Regions from separate parts of the Hordeum vulgare genome. Here region 1 is linked to region 2. A link is a contact called in public Hi-C data. All regions are on one chromosome and are shown on one strand. The core of a region is the stretch at or near the end of the contact, and the rest is flanking DNA. Distances in the headings are between cores, read along the strand shown. Region 1 has its middle 27 kb from the start of LOC123427391. Region 2 has its middle 13 kb from the start of LOC123427390.

Region 1 (3,500 bases), core at 916-3,415, 65 kb after region 2:
AAAACAGAAAGCGAAAATCTTCACGCTTCAATTTCTTCAGAACGATTTTCTTCAGGAACCACCGATCTTCTCAATATCAATATCTTCATGAGGAATATCAATTTCATCGCAAATTCTTCGCGATTCATTTCTTCAGCTTCAGACCAATTTCTTCAACTGAAGACATATATTTTTAGGGGTCGATATTCTTCAAATATCTCAAACTCCTCAATGACTTATAGATCCTGTGTACACTTAAAAACACATTAGATACTTAACCTATAAGTCTTCAAACCACCAAAATCACTAAGGGGCACTAGATGCACTTACAGCGACGCTTCGACTGCGGGGGGGTTGAATATATATTTATGCATGTATATTGTGTTATTGGGCCTTCCTCCTAGTCCCTTGTATAGTTGAGGTAGAGGTCCATCTTGTATCTATATATACGTGCCTAGTGCATCCAATCAATATTGAGTGTTGCACAACCTAAACCTAATCTCCTACACTCACGACCCCTCCTGCTCCGCTTCTTCTAGATTCCATTGCAACACTGCCATTAGTGTTGATCTTGACCCATCCCTCGTCTGATGGTCGCCAACCGTGGCCCGGGAGAAGCCGAGCATGATCACGAGGTAGCTCGAGCACAGCTAGAGCCTCTTGGGTCTTCTTCATAGACAGAGTAGGATCAAGCTCTCTCTTATCATGTGTAGCATTGATCCTCGAAGTCCAGATCGCCGTCGGCATATTTGCAACACGATATCAAGAGCTAATTAATACATCGATCGAATATACACACGACCAAATTACTGAAACATGGGGTGGAAAAGAAGAGAAAATACGATTTAGGGCAAGCAGCAATCACTGATCATGATCACGAAGATGTCTGAGATGAGTGTGGGGAGAGGACTCTCTCTGCCTGCCTGCCTGGCTTCCCTCCGATCCGAATCACCCGCGTGTTGTCCCTGTCGGAGAGGTCAGTTCGAGGATCCTGACAAGCGGCGCATCTCATATGATCCGTGTAGCGTATATATGCAGCATAGCCTTTATTTCTTCTCTCATTTTTCCACAAGACGAACTTAGCTAGCTGATCTGGGCTCTCGTCTACGCACTCCTATGTGGCGCTCCTCCATTCTTTCCAGTATTATGTTTTTCAGTACACTACTATATCATTTGGTGGTGGTGTTAGGTGCCTACGAGGCTAACTTTTGTTTGAGCACGCAATTGCACAAGACGGAAGCAGTACAAATGTTGTAGTACTGCACTAGGGTTTGAGAGGCCTAATTGTACTTCAACTTGGACCAAAGGCATGCCTTTGAAGTGATTGCTCGTCCTCGTGCGTAGCAAAAGTCCAACAACATGTGGGTGATCTAGTCAGGTCGCCAACTTGTTGGAGGAGAGGGCCCGTCTTAAACACCAACTATGATTCTCCACACTGATATGGAGAAACTCGAAAAATAAGAAAAGAAACAATGGTCGGCAAAATGCCGAATTGGATCCCCGTGGAATGAGTTGCGAGTGAGAGACCTCCATTATAACAAGAAGATCGCAGCGGCTATTTCTCACCTTAAGCAATGCGCGAAGGCTCGATCACGCCAAGAATTATAGAGTTGGGGCATCTTGTTGTGCGCGCCCACGGTCTTAAAAAGAGAAAAGAAATGGGAACAATCAGGAATCGATCCCTAGTCTCCTCGTTGGTCAACATTTTCTTGTATACATATGTTCTATATTGTTCGAACGCTTATTCATTTTTTTTAAATGCTTATTGAACATTTTTTAATACTTACTCAACATTTTAAATACTTGTGCAATATTTTGAATACTTATTTAAGATTTTTCAGATAACTGGTCAACATTTTTTGCATACTTACTCAACAATTTTTAATACTTGACTTTTGTAAAATACTTGTTCAACATTCTTAATATTTATTAAAACACTAAATACTTATCAAACATTTTTTAAATACTTATTAAGATTTTTAATAATGATTCTACATTTTTTAATGTGTTTTATAATATGTTTTTATACATATGTAAAATATTTTAAAATATAAAGAAAGTACAATATATAGCAAAAAAAACTAGAACAGGAAAAAAAGGCCGCGGCCTCCCGTGCAGATAGGCCGGCCCATTTGAAGCCGAACATAGGGATGCCCCAGGAAGTCAGCATTTCACATAGGATAACTCACCTGGGCCGGCACATTTGCAGTGGCACCACGGCCGTGAGGTGAAAATTGGCATGAATAGGAGCACGTTGCCGCTGGGATCAAATATGTGATGACTATTGTTACGCAAGAGCGACTCTAGATCTGGTGCAAGATTTGCAACATGAAACTTAAACAAACTAACAGCAGTAGCAAAACTCAAACACCAGTTTGCAAAATTTCCAAAAAAGGGTGCATGCAAGGGATCAAACACAGGACGTCCCGCCAGTGAACCACGTCGCTAGACACTATAGTTACTCAGATTTGGTGTCTAAATTGGCAGGCCACTTTGTATGAACCATAAGCAGCGACATATCTCTTTGTTTTTGAAATTTTGACTGTTATTTTATTTTTGAAGAAAGTAAATATTTTCTGAAACGTGACTCTTTCCATATTTGTGAACATTTTTTTCAAAAGTCAAAGATTTTGAGGAAACGCGGACATCTTTTTAGAAAGTCAAACATATTTTGGGAAAATAGGAACAAAGATCCAAATAACAACATTTCTTTGAAAAACAGGAAAAAATTGAAAAAGCAAAGATTTGTGGAAATTACAAATAATTTTTGGAATTGCAAACATTTTTAAAATTCCAGAACTTGTTTTAAATTTGTGCACAAACTTAAAACATGAATATTCATTGAATTAGAGAAATATTTGAAAGCAGAACATTCTCTTGTATTTGTGCTCAAAATTTATAAATGCCATTTTTGGCAATTTTAAAATTATAGCTATTTTGAATTTTCAAATATTTTCTGTAAAACCTGTATTTCAAAACAGGGCCAGTTTTTGAACAGTTGAACAAATTTGAAAAAATGAGAACATTTTTAAAATATCTGATTTTTTGAGAACATAAAAAAAAGATGAAAAATAAAAGAAACAAAAAAACTATAAAATAATAAGAAAAAAGGAAAGTGGAAATATAAAGAAAAAAGAACAGAATGAAAACTAAATTGAAACATAAAAATAAGCCCTAAACAGAAGGGAAAAAAGATCAGTTAGAAACCTCTAGAAAGTTTTCAAAACCGTGATCGCTGAAAGCCCCACCCAAAATCTCTCACGTAGCCTTGACAATTTGGGACAAATAGCGGGAAATAAGAGAGCAACCAATTAGGTAGTACTCCTCTGAGAGCCACTGCAAGAGTCATTTTTCATGGGTTGAGAGCGCACCACTTGGTGAGCTTTCAGTCCCCGCCGAGTGTCGTGCTTTGAGCGTTTTCTTTGCCTTTTCTAGCAAAATTTATGCCCCTGCAAGAGTCCCCCTGGGTTTTTTTACATTTTGAACAAAAAAAGATTTGAAACCAATTTGGTGCAGAAAAA
Region 2 (3,570 bases), core at 481-2,980:
AATTGGAGGAAGATTGGTACCTGTCAATTCAAGTTTAAGTAGTAGCATTCCCTTTCATATTATGTCTTTGTATGAAATTTCAGTGGGCGTTAGGAAAAGAATAGATTGTTTTGGAGCTAGGGTAATGTGGCAAGAGGATGTGCCGTGAGGAAGTGGTATCATTTAGTGGCCTAGCCAAAAGTTGTAGACTGGTTCTAGGTGTTTTTTTTCTTTTCTTTTTCTTTTCTAAAAAGGAGAATGACATTCGGCCTCTTCATCAGGACGATGCATGCAATCATTTCAATACATCAATCAATAAATCTAAAGTCATCATCTTGCTAACATTATCGCCACTCCTATCAACTTGATGAACAGGTCCGGGGTGTTAGATCTGGAAATAAGAGTTTGGAAAATGGTAGAGGACTTTAGCAAAAGGTAGTATCATTTATGTTACGAACAAGTGTTCTTTTTGTTTAAAAGCAGGGCAGGTGACTCCATGTTTTGGAGCGGCCCGTTACATGTGAAAAATACTTTTTACAAATGTTGTAAAACAAGAATTAGAATTAGAAAGGATTGAGGTTTTGAGAGGACTAGTGTATAGGGATGCACCACTGTATTAGCCATTCCCTATTTTGTACTCCCCCCATTTCTAAATATAAGTCTTTTAAGATATTTCATTACAAGTCTACGTACAAAGCAAAATAAATGAATCTATAATCTAAAATATGTCTATATACATCCATATGTAGTCCATTAGTGCAACCTCTAAAAGACTTATATTTAGGAACAGAGGAAGTATGATTTTTGCTTTAGTGAGGGAAGGAAAGTATGCTTTATGAGAAAGAACACAGATCACTGAAGCAAGCTGATGACAATGTCAATAAGTCTAGTAGATTTAAAAGATGATTTTTTTGCGGGGTGTTTAAAAGATGATGTTGTTTGGCCTCTTACAAAAACAAATGGCAGATTCACTGTTAGTTCTTTCTATTAGAATTGTAGTGGATGGATACCTCTTTCCCACAAAAATAACTGCGAAAAATAAGGTTTCCTTTGGGTATCAAACGATTAATTTGGCTGGTGGCTCATGATAGCATCCTTACTAGTGAGCGAAGTGGATCAGTTGTTGAATCGGTGGGTTCATGCTTTTGCTCGTGAAATGAAATGTTTGATCTTGGTTTGGATTGCCGTTGTTCTTTGGTCAATATGGACCACAAGTAACAAACCTCATGATTAGGTAGTGATTGTACAACTAGTTAGACACGGGCTCCATACGTCGTCTCAAACAAATTACGGAGGCGAGATGAAGTCTGCTGTTGTGAGCAACAAAATTGTTTGAGCAGGTGGCAAGGAGGGTCTTTTCTAGAACAACTTTATATTATTATTTTTGGAAACAAAGTGAGAAGTTTTTTTAAAACAGAGGCAAAAGATTTCCTTCATCTAATTAATTAAGAAGAGGGGGACAAAGTCTATTTGTTACATGACCAAGAAGGTCAATCAAAAACACGAAGAGATCACTCTTCCGGTAAAATGTTACCCAGGAACTAGCAAGGAGTTTTTTTAGCTAGCAAGGAGGTTTTTAGTTTTTTTAGCAATCTGTTTTTTTTTTTAGAAAAAGGTTGTATAGAAATCAAGGAGGTTTTCAGCGTAAAGCTGGAGACTGTCTAATGAGTGGCTCATGGCCCATGCACTCATGTCCAAGGTGGTCCAGTCCCATATCAGAGAAGTGCACGACATTGACAACGAGGAGGAGACAGGCACCCCTATGTCTCGCATTCAGCCAGACATAGGGAACCTCGCTGAAGGGTGCCGCGAATTGGGATGGTCCAGACGCACGGGAAACAACAACCTTGTTTTTTGTTCTTTTTGCTTTTTTAACTTTTTTTATACTTTCAAATATTCTAAATAAATATATTACAAAAATAACTATACATAAAAATTTTGATAAATATTGACCAAACATTTGGAAAATGCTAAACAAACATTTCAAAAATGTTAATCAGGCATTTGAAAAAGTTAAATGTATACAACAAAACCATGTATTGAAAAATGATGAATTTTTATCATGAATATAAAAATATTAATCAAGAATTTGTAAAAATGTCAAACAAGTATTTGAAAAATGTTAAATAAGCATTTGAAAAATGCTAAATGTGTTTAGACAAACTGTTAACCATGTGTTCAAGAAATATTAGTATTGTATTTAAAAATGTTAATCAAGCATTTAAAAATATTAAATGGGCATAAATAAAAATATTGAACATGTATTAAAAAATATTAATCTTGCATTTGAAAAATATTATTCAAGCATTTAAAAAAGTTTGAAAGTATGCATAGCAGACAAATTGACCATTGATTCAAAAAAAGTTAACCTTGTATTTAAAAATTATTAATCAAGCATTTGATTTATTTTTTAAATATGTATAGAAAAAATATTGACTAAATATTAAAAATATTTTGTATTGGCAAAAATGTTATACGTCTATTAAAAAATGTTTTGGTATAAAACAAATGTAGAATGAAAATCAAAAGAAACAAAGAAAACAAAAAAGTAAACAAAATAAACCAAATAAAATTATAATGAAAAAATGGAGATGAAAAACAAAAATAAAAGAAAAGAAAAACCCGGATAAAACCGGCTTGACTCGCTTCAAGTAAATCACACCCTTCTACTCCTACTTATCACGAACAATAGGCTGGTGCGGATGCTAGCATCGTTGCCTATCTTCCTCGAGAACATAGATCTAGCCTTTGTGTGGAAAGTCATATTCTACTCCCGAGCTCAAATACTCCTTTGTGAATAGTAAAATCAAAAAAGTAGTAAAATATTAATAAACTTTGACAAATATTTTACATGCGTATCTAATTCAGCACCAAATAATATTCCTGCAAGTTATAGCGAAAAAAACAAAATCAACAGTCTAAAATGTATCCGAAACTAGCATTTTTTGGAGCAGCAATTTTTTTTCTCCACGACTTCCACAAATGCTCTTTAGAGCTGAAATTTTGTAATCATACAAAACTTTTGCCAAAGTTTACCATAGATTTTTTACTTTATTTTTGATTTTACTATCCACGAGGGAACATATGAGCTCGGAAGCAAAAACTTCACTTGTGCTCCCTTTTTCCTTCTCTTAAAAAAGAATGGGTATTATTGGCTGGTTTACTATGGGGATTGGGAGAAGGCAAACCGTGTATGGTTTGATCCTAATTTAGATCTTTCTTTCTGGTCTTCTTTCCATCTCATTTCGTGAGCCGACCTTTCCTGCTGGAGGTGTGATTCCTATCTTTGAATCAAATTGGATTTTTTGTGTTAAAGTGAGGGGGGTGAGTGGGGAAGGAAGCTGACGGTTTTATTAACACTCACGCAACTCAACCTTGTCTAGAGAATAGCGTCATCAGAACGATTGACTGCGAGTTGGGAACCATCGGCTATCTTCCTGGAGTCGACGGGTCAATCCATTGTGCTCCCCTTTTCCTTGCTATAAAAAAGAATGGATACTATTGGCTGGTTTACTATGGGAAAGGGGAGAAGGGAAGCCGCATATGGATTGATCCCTAATTCAGTTATTTCTCCGTGATCTTCTTCCTATC

What was found. Hi-C and Micro-C count contacts between places; a contact is called where the count stands out from the background.
Region 1: a Hi-C map of leaf shows a contact between it and region 2, with 2.1 times the contacts expected there. The contact joins two enhancer-like sites. A contact is called at or near these places in 2 of 6 Hi-C or Micro-C datasets (both in leaf).

The regions. Positions count from the first base shown.
Region 1 is chr2H:573,496,911-573,500,410 of MorexV3_pseudomolecules_assembly, forward strand. No RefSeq gene overlaps it. Among protein-coding and RNA genes, the nearest start is that of LOC123427391, 27 kb to the right of the region's middle. Within about 2 kb of position 2,166, at least 2 of the 3 cell types and tissues checked have open chromatin away from gene starts, as enhancers often do. A contact at or near this core is called in leaf, where this site is marked.
Region 2 is chr2H:573,432,076-573,435,645 of MorexV3_pseudomolecules_assembly, forward strand. No RefSeq gene overlaps it. Among protein-coding and RNA genes, the nearest start is that of LOC123427390, 13 kb to the right of the region's middle. Within about 2 kb of position 1,731, at least 3 of the 3 cell types and tissues checked have open chromatin away from gene starts, as enhancers often do. A contact at or near this core is called in leaf, where this site is marked.